Linked DNA regions of Mus musculus: all the other regions are linked to region 3. The links are chromatin contacts, called in public Hi-C and HiChIP or PLAC-seq maps. All regions are on one chromosome and are shown on one strand. The core of a region is the stretch at or near the end of the contact, and the rest is flanking DNA. Distances in the headings are between cores, read along the strand shown. Region 1 overlaps Agbl4 (ATP/GTP binding protein-like 4). Region 2 overlaps Agbl4 (ATP/GTP binding protein-like 4). Region 3 holds the start of Elavl4 (ELAV like RNA binding protein 4).

The links. Hi-C and Micro-C count contacts between places; a contact is called where the count stands out from the background. HiChIP or PLAC-seq counts read pairs in DNA pulled down with a chosen protein or histone mark.
Region 1: an H3K27ac HiChIP or PLAC-seq map of neural progenitor cells shows a contact between it and region 3, with 20 times the contacts expected there. The contact joins the enhancer-like site here to the promoter of Elavl4 in region 3. A contact is called at or near these places in 3 of 484 Hi-C or Micro-C datasets (the N1E-115 cell line, cerebral cortex and cortical neurons) and 8 of 115 datasets of contacts at active chromatin or transcription factors (SST interneurons, VIP interneurons, astrocytes and 5 more).
Region 2: a contact with region 3 is called in a Hi-C map of cerebral cortex, with 4 times the contacts expected there. The contact joins the enhancer-like site here to the promoter of Elavl4 in region 3. A contact is called at or near these places in 2 of 484 Hi-C or Micro-C datasets (cerebral cortex and cortical neurons) and 4 of 115 datasets of contacts at active chromatin or transcription factors (embryonic forebrain, embryonic hindbrain, embryonic midbrain and 1 more).

Annotation. Positions count from the first base shown.
Region 1 is chr4:111,620,615-111,623,403 of GRCm38.p6, reverse strand. The region is part of intron 11 of Agbl4 (ATP/GTP binding protein-like 4); the gene reads right to left. Among named protein-coding and RNA genes, the nearest start is that of Spata6, 98 kb to the left of the region's middle. Within about 2 kb of position 1,378, at least 3 of the 459 cell types and tissues checked have an H3K27ac peak or open chromatin away from gene starts, as enhancers often do. A contact at or near this core is called in the N1E-115 cell line and neural progenitor cells, where this site is marked.
Region 2 is chr4:111,326,055-111,328,922 of GRCm38.p6, reverse strand. All of the region lies in intron 5 of Agbl4 (ATP/GTP binding protein-like 4), which reads right to left. Among named protein-coding and RNA genes, the nearest start is that of Bend5, 88 kb to the left of the region's middle. Within about 2 kb of position 1,617, at least 37 of the 459 cell types and tissues checked have an H3K27ac peak or open chromatin away from gene starts, as enhancers often do. A contact at or near this core is called in cerebral cortex and cortical neurons, where this site is marked.
Region 3 is chr4:110,285,533-110,288,700 of GRCm38.p6, reverse strand. It overlaps Elavl4 (ELAV like RNA binding protein 4), which reads left to right and starts at 1,867. Exons shown (of 7, transcript NM_010488.4): 1 at 1,867-2,231. The coding sequence starts at 2,208.

The DNA of each region.
Region 1 (2,789 bases), core at 129-2,628, 1.3 Mb before region 3:
AAGTTAAGCTCAAGGATGCAATTGGTTGAAACTGAGCTCAGGGAAAGCCTTGGCTTTGAGAATGCTCCCACATTTGTGCAACAAGAAAGTGGGAAGACAAGTACTTGGTGTGCACAGGTGTACAAGTGAACATGGGTGCAGACAAATAGATTTGGGCAACTTGGGAGTCAGCCAGGATGCTTCCTGCCTGCCAGCTCACAGCTGCAATCCTGAAACAATATAGGCTCTTTATCATCATCATGGTTTCCATGGAGCCAAGCTTGCAGCGCCACAAGTGAAAGCTGACAGTTATCACTATAAAGTAACTTTACAACTTTGTAATTTGTAGATCTCTGCTGACAGTAATATTAACAGCATTTCGAATTATGGTGATAAACTTGACAAAAGCAGATAAAACCTTCGAAACCTCCTTTTGGGGGGATGAAGGAGGCTTGGAGAATGAAGGTAATGGCATTTCAGTTTTCCAGCCAAACAGTGAGCATTCAGGAGCCAGGGCACACTTTGACACGAATGTGGGCGTCAACTGGTACAAGGCAAGGTGGCTAAGAGCAATCAGAAGCTGGTGTTGGTCAACAGAGCTGGGTCATCAGGGATGACAGACAGGTTAGTATCAGGGACCAGGCCTACAGGAAGGGGTTTCTGTAGGTAGAGAAAAATTAAGAGCTGTAGGAGTCCCAGCCTCTCTGGAGTTCATAAGCACAGTCCCTGTCCTCCAGGAGGACATGGGAGGGAAGAAGAGAGGATGGCAAGATGGTGTGCCAGGTGGAACTTAGAGCTGGACCTATTGGGATTTTAAACCCCAGCTCTAACACTTCTAAGCAGTCCTCTAGCACCCAGCACTAGAAAGTGGGGTCCCTAAGGGGCTCATGTGGAATAGTCCATGCTATCCTTTAAGTATCAGAGGCCCGTCCTGTCTCTTTCTAGTGCTCCCTTATCCTGCTTGACCCCCAGAAGTATGAACGTGGGTCACCATGATCAGCCTATTTTCGACAGGCCCAGAGGGTGGGGATGATTTTCTTTGAAGAGGTTTGATGTTTCGAATCAGACCAGACACAGTAATTGCTCAACTGAGACTGTTTTGTGACTAGAATTAATTGGAACTTCTTAATTTCCTGAGACTGACTGGGCAGTCTCTGGGCCTGCCAGAGTTCTCATATCTATGGTTCTATTATCTATATTCATCTATCTAGGAAGCCAGTGGAAACAAACAATAACAATGTTTTGTAACTGTTATTGCAGCATATTCAATGTGCTTCTTTCACGGGTCTTTCTCCCATGGTTATTGATCACTGCTTGTTCCTGGCCCAGCCCCAGCTACCGTGGAATGCTTGGACAGAGCATCCTTCCCCTGGCATCTGGCCTCTCTCCTGTACTTCTCCCTCTGCCAGGAAGGTGGCTCCACCCCCTTCTTGCCTAGTTTGCATCTATTCACCCTGGAAGTCTGAGCCCTGGTTTCTCTTCTTCTAGGAAGTTCTTTCCCCTCTGCTCCCTGATGACCCCTTCCCCCTAGCCCAGCAGATCTTTCATCTGCCAGGACCTTTATTCTCTTTCCCTTGTCCTCTTTGCTCAAAAACCTATCTTCTTAAATACATAGCCACTTATTCCCATCTCTTTCCAATGTCTAATGGGTTTTGTTGGACAGATGGATAAATAAAATAGTTTGATGAACATGTCAGAAGGCCCACTCTGAGGGGTCCACTGAGGTCTGAAATGACAGCAGTTAGCTGACAGAATCTTGGTATTTTCCCTTGGCTAGCTGTACCATACTTCAGAGCCAGCATTATCTGATTTCAGTATGGACACAGCCACAGGAAACCAGCCTGCTCAGGACTCAGGCTCCCTCTTCCCAAAATTAGCTTGTAACCAGACCAGAAACAAAGGCTGGAGAATCATTGAGTAACTTTATGATTCTAGTTTGTCCTTTTCTCCTTCTCTCCTTTTCTCCTTCTCTCTCTCTCTCTCTCTCTCTCTGTCAACCATTTGAAAATAGCATATTTATTAGTTGTCAGGACAATAAAATGTAAATAGTAATAACTGGAGAGTTGCCTGAAAGTATCAAGACTCTACCATTTCACAACAAAAGGATGACAAATGACAGGAAGGAAAAGTGAGAGAATGATATCTAATATCACTGAGCATATGGCACGTTGATTTAACAGTTCAGGACAACATAGCCTTCCCCATGTAACCCTTGCAACCCTTACAAGACGTAACTCACTGTCAGCCTCACTTTACAGTTAAAGAACTAATGTCTGGAGTGGTTATATAACTGTGCCAAGGCTCTCAGAAAATAAAACAGAACTCACATCTGGAACTCTAATGTCAGATCTGTGTTCTTGCTACAACATGGACAGGCTAGGATGCCAAAGACCACTAGTCTTCGTGGAAACCTTTGAAAATGTATATAGTTATTTCCCTTAACTTCACCATAACCAGAACATCATACAATTATAGCTCCCAGTTACACATAAAGAAACTGAGGTCAGTTAGGTTATGCAACCTATTCAAAGGGGCTCACCCACCTACTGTGTAGCTGAGGCAAGATTCAAACCCAGATATGTGTGAATAGAAAGTCTGTTCTTTGCATAGCACTTACTTCTTTGTGGGTGTTTCTGAGTCCCACAGCAGGATAGAAAATCCAGAAAGTCCTCAGTTGCTCTATAAAGATAAAGTCACCTTGCAGAGCCTAGAGGACTCTCGGAAGGGCACTGTCTGGGATGAGGCCTGCGTTGTCTGTTGTCAGAATCAGGTCTCCTGATTCCCAGTCTAGAGGACACTTCCTCCCAGAC
Region 2 (2,868 bases), core at 368-2,867, 1.0 Mb before region 3:
TTATAGGCTCAGAACTACTATTCATCTTTAGGTCTCTCTCTCCACACTGCAGAGGCACTCTCAGTGAGCACTTGCTGAGCTCAGTGAACTAATCGCCAAATCCACAGCATCCTTGCAACCCCTACATCCCCTACGCCTGTGTTTATGCTGTTCTCTCTGCCAGTGCGGTTAGAACTTCTCATGTTCTCCATGGAGCTCCTGTACACTAATCCCCAAACCTAACGCACTCCTCTCCTTTCTTTGGCAGAATAAATATTTTCTGCTTTGTTCTTCCATTGCACCTTGCAAAACTGATCTCTCGTATCATTCTGTTTTGTCTTTTTCTGTGTCTATATATCACGTCACTGATGACAGGGCTCTGCCATTTCATCTCTATGCCTCCAGCGCCCAGAACAAAACCTGGGAAGGACTGATGTCATTTAGTTTAACTGATTCAACTATTCTGTTATGCCCTCTGCAATGACCCTGTTAAGTAGGAACTCATCATTATGGAGAGTAAGCAGTTCCTTCTTCCCCATGGCTTTTCCTCTGCCATGCCTTTGAGGCTTCTCATTTTTATAGTTTTGCTCTGCCATTCTCCAGCTAGCAACAAAGTCTATCTTTTCTGATAGTGCTTCCCATCTCCACCTCTTTCCGACCCGACCCGACCCGTAGCTTCTATTGTCTGTATCGCCTCTGTGATGATGAAGTGTCATCTGCAGATAAACCCTATTATCCTACAATTGACTATGTGTGCACCACCTAGTGGCATAATCTGGTAAGTGTCATCTGTTTATGTTCTAAATAGCACTTCAGACAGGATTGCAAAATCCATGGTCTAAATGCAAATGAAAACAAAAGCATATGTTTCAGAATGACTGCCTAACAGCTTTCAGCAAAGAAATGGAATAGTCAAGTAATTAGGTTAGAATTTTTCAAAAGTAAAAAATAATAAACGAAAGTGAGAAACGTCATTACTAGAGTAACTAGAGTAATGATCACTGGAAACTGCCGATGGGAAACTATTGCATTTGTAAACGAGGGGCACCTGACTTCCTTTCTACTTGTTACTTGGCTTGCCTCTTGAATGCCTCTTCTTCTGTCAGGCCTTTCTTGACCTGACAAGTCTATGCTGGATTTTACCTGAGGCCCCACAGGAGCAACATTACAATACGTTCCCACGGCTTCTTGACTTCTCTCTCAAGGGGCTTGCCTAGCACCTGACTAATAGAAGAAACCCAACAGAGATCTTCTGGTCACTCATTACCCTCTTTGACAGAACCTCACTCAGTAGGTCACCAGATGAGCTCCTGAGGGTTGGATATCACTCTTCCAAAAGACATATTAGTTACAAACAATTTTGTTTTTGTTTTTGTTTTTGTCAACTGCCTTCATACTTCCCCTCAAATCCCTTTCTTTATAAGCCCCAGGAATGTTGGAACTGAGCCTCAGAGAATTTGGCCTTCTTCATCTGGATGGGGTGATTGTGAGGCTGTGGTTAAAAATGGACTTTTCTTTTTGGTCACGACTGCACTGCAATTATCTCTTAGAATGAAAAGGGACGTAGTGTTCTTGGAGCTCAGGGCTGGTTTTGTGTGGGGGTTCTGTGTGGCAGAGGAGAATAGTCACTGATTGTGTGTTCAGTGTTGCTTTCTGTTTTCACGCAGGATAGCTATTTGAGGAACAGCCAGTCTGTCACAGCAGAGACGGGAGACAATTTAGACAAGAGCACCAGCAAGTCCCGAGCGTTCTCCTGTCACTGCAGAAGCCAGCCATTCTGCGGAGGACCTCGGGATTTACATCTCCAGAAGGAGCGCAGGACCATAGGCGGGCAGGCACACATTCGGCTTCAAGCCTCAGGTTCCTCTCTTTCCAACAATCCGACTTCCCTTTTCTTTCCCAGCCCTAGGCTCCTACTAGGCATCTGGACTTTTAATATCCCCTTCATGGAGAACAGTTCACCTGGCACCGACCTTTCGAAACTCACAGTTTTTAATGTCTCTTAACCTAGTCTAGCCTCCTCACTGGGCAAACAACTGATCATTTTAAAGTTAAATCTGCTCTGCTCTTTGAATAATTTAATGAACCTAATTGCATTTTTCATAAAGACTACTTTATAAGCTTGGCTTTCAAGGAAGAATTTTCAAAAAAAAAAAAAAGCAGCTCAAATTAAGCCAATAGAAGAGAGACAAATATTGTATATTTTCCCTCACTTGTGCTTTCTGGGTTTTATATAGGTAAGTAAAATTATCTATCTATCTATCTATCTATCTATCTATCTATCTATCTATCTATCTATGTATTTATGTATCTATCACTTGAAAGTAGAAGTAAACCTAGGAGACAAAGCAGACAAATGGGTGGAGGATAGAGGTGGGGAGGGGAGGGATGGTATAAAAATATGTTTAACATACACTACATACAAGTGTGGATGCTAAAAGAAAAAGAAAAAAAAAGAATTTGAACAGAGGTACCTTGCATGGGTAGATAAGGTGACTCCCAGAAGCCACAGGCTATTAAATGACAATCCCAGAGCCAAAGCTAGTCTACTTCCTTATAAATTGTTGGCCAGAGAGGTCTGTGAAGATCTCCAAACAACACAGGGTATTTATTTCTACTGTTCTTGGTTACCTAACAGAACTAGATTGTAAGACCCTGCCTGAAGACACCATATATTTTGGTTGGTTATGGACAAAGAGAAATCAAGCCACCATTATGTTGGCTAGCTTTCATAGTACCAGAATGTGTTGTGCAGGGTGCTAGGAGGAGATTTTTACTAGCAGACTTACTCAGCCATGGACCCTGCATGCCACACCACTGACCTGACAGCAGCATGAGGCACCAATTGGCACAAATGGTGGAATGACTGTTATGGGATTGATAAACTGC
Region 3 (3,168 bases), core at 618-3,117:
ATCCTGTGGGTAGTTTTGCAAGTGTAGTGATACAGAGGCTATGAAATGTGTCGTATAAGCATACAGTCTATATACACCACCTCATACTTGCTAATTGTCCCTTTGTACCTCTTGTAAGAAAGCAGGGGCTGGGGAAAGAAGCGAAGGGAGAGGCAAAATACCTCCTGTTCAGCTGAGCAAAAGGAGTGGTCTGCACACGTAATAAACATGAGGCTCTTTAATTTCCGAATCATATTTTACCCTCACCACAGTAGGGAAAGCAAAAGTGAGTATATTTTTTTTAAATGCAGAGCATGCCCCTAAGTTGGAAAATAAATTCATTTAAATAAATCATTCACCCTTCTCTGTCGTAGAAAGCTCACATAGAAGACAGAAAGGTAGAAGCTGACAGTGGCCCTCCTCCTTCCCCCAGCTTTTCTTTCCTTCCTTTCTTCCTTCCTTTCTTTCTTTCTTTCTTTCTTTCTTTCTTTCTTTCTTTCTTTCTTAAACTCTTAGGAAATAGTTTTTAAGGCAAAGTTGTGAACCCAATTCACTCAACAAGCTTAATCCCAAACTTGAATGCTTTTGAAATGTTGGTCATGTTAGCTGTAAAAAAAAAAAAAAAAAAAAAAAAGCAGCACTACTTACAGAAAACCAGCGATACTGGGAAATAATAAAGTTAAAATGTAGAATTATTAGCACATTAAAGTGCTTTTGTTGTATCTTTAAGCCTAGAGGCAGATCATTAAATATGCATTTCGCTAGAAAGCAACTGTCAAGAAAGATAAGGTGGTTGAAAATACTCTCCACAGAAAAAGCCCTCTATCGGAGGGATGGGCTCCTGTATCCCCCAGGACCCAGAAAGGAAGGACACTCCCACTGCGAAGGCTTGCAGTCCTCCAATGACCTGCAGTTGTGACAGGACTTTTTGAGCTGGAAGAAGGTAAAAGGTAAAAAATACAAGCATGGCTGTTGTTGCTTCAGCCGGGCTTTAATTACCAGACACAAGAAGCAGTTCAGAAATCTGGTCTCTGTTGTTGTAGAGGTCACCAGATCATTAACATCGTCAATCTGGCAGTAGCTAATTTAAATAGCACCTGATGTTGCAACGCCTCCCTTCGTTTCCCCAGCCAATCAGAGTCTGGCTTCAGCTGACAGATGGTCCCATAAATGGATGTAAAAAGGGGAAGCTTCGAGCCAATTTCAGCAAGGCTCTGTTCAGTTGTTCTTATCTACATCCTAGAATCGGGGGTTTCAGCTCACTGCGCCTTTTCTTCCTCTCTTTTTTTTCCCCCTTTCTTTCCCACCCCACCCCCTCCCAATAATAGATTTACTTTACAATCATCCACACTGTGGTCTGTGGATCTTTAATATATATATATATAAAACAATAGTAGTCATTTTTAAGTATATTCTGAAACCTTTGCAAATTTTAAGAGAAGAGTCGAAGCGCTGCGAGACCCAATATTTGCCAATAAGAATGGTTATGGTAGGTATGCCTAGATATGTAATCTGTTGTTCGTGTTGCTAGAGGGAAGACAAGCGTCTACACCTTGGCCAGTCTTAATGCTTGCACGAGAGTTTAGTTCTCTGCTGCTCTCTTGTTCCTTCATTTACTATATCTTTTGTGTAGCGTGCGGGTAGGTCCTTTTTTTGAAAAGCAGTGGGGAGAGAGATTGTCATTTTTAACAGGTCGTTGTCAGTTTTCCCTTCCACATAAAAGCCGAGGGTGGGGATGGGCTGAAATAATTGCTGGTTTGTTGAAAGAGATTCTATTACTTGAGACCATCTGAGGGGGTGGAAGGGGGTTTCTTTTTGTAAGAGAGAAGAGGCTTGTCTACATGCCTGGGTTTTGTGGGGCATTGGGTGGATGCAGCAGGGTTAGGAATCTCTCCATTTCTGTGCTGGTGGAAATGTAAACCTCGAGAGGCAGCTCCTGGATGCTGAACGTTGAGATGGGCAGTTGTGTTTCTGGGGACTGCGCAGTCAAAACGGCAAAGAGAGTGATTTATTTGGGCTTCAGTAAACGCTGCATCTTGTATTTCAAAGAGTTTCCTGTCATGACCTCATAAAAAGAGGAGGCGGCTTGTATGTGTAGCGGTGCCTGGCGTGTTGAGTTGTTGCTTCCTTCTCTGGGCAGCAGCTCTGTAAGAAGGGAATGTCAGCTTTTACATAACGCTCCTTTCTGCTTTTGACACACTGTGTGAGGGTCCATCTTCTGATCACAGATGGAGTGGAATGGCTTGAAGATGGTAAGTGAAAAGAAGGCAGCTTGGAGGTTCCAGCCGTGTGTGTGTGTGTGTGTGTGTGTGTGTGTGTGTGTGTGTGTGTGTAAGGATGGTGGACTGCATCGTAAATCACTATTCTGGTATGCGTGTGTGTGCATGTGTGTATTAGTATTTCTTTTTCTGAAATTCAGAATCTGCCTCTAAGTATAATGGCATTGCATGCACACAAGGCATATACTGTCTCTTCCTTCCATCAAACACATTTTAGGCAAGCAAGGTTGGTGTCTTTTTTTGACAATCACAATGTCACCGTCACTGTTGGCTGGCGTGTCCACCGCCTCTGTGAGCCTTCAGCCGAATTACACGACTGTTAAAGTTAAAGGCACATTTCTTTTTCAGTCTTCGTGCTAGGAGTGATGGGGAAGGCAGGGAATGAGGGGTGGAGGAGGTGAGATTCAGTACCAGCAGATGCAATTGTGAAACAGGACTTTGAGATGTGGATAGGGAAGTGGAAAACCTTTCTGCCGAAGTAGTAAATCTATTTTTAGCATCGTCTTTTTCTGGAAAAAGAAACAGGGAAACTCCTTGAGTGTTGTTCCTGTCTCCTGGTGTTGACCCTAAAGATATGGCACAAAATGGCACGAATTGATGCCATGAGTGCCCACTTTGACTTTGAATTTTCACCAGCAATATATTTCAGGGGATTGGGGACTGGGTAGTGGGGAAAGGTATAAATTCATTTTTTTTTTTAAAAAATCAGAGAAGCCCAAGGAGGACTTTTCACTCTGCATAGATGTTATAACAAAGCTATGGTCTTTTTCCCATTCTTAGAGGATTGCCTTTGTCTGGCTGCTTGTTTTGATGGGTGTAAAACAAATAAGATTAGACCGAGCAGCCCAACTGAAAGCGATAGCTGGGAGGAAAACCCAATGAAAGGTTGCCGGGGAAACGAACAGAGGCA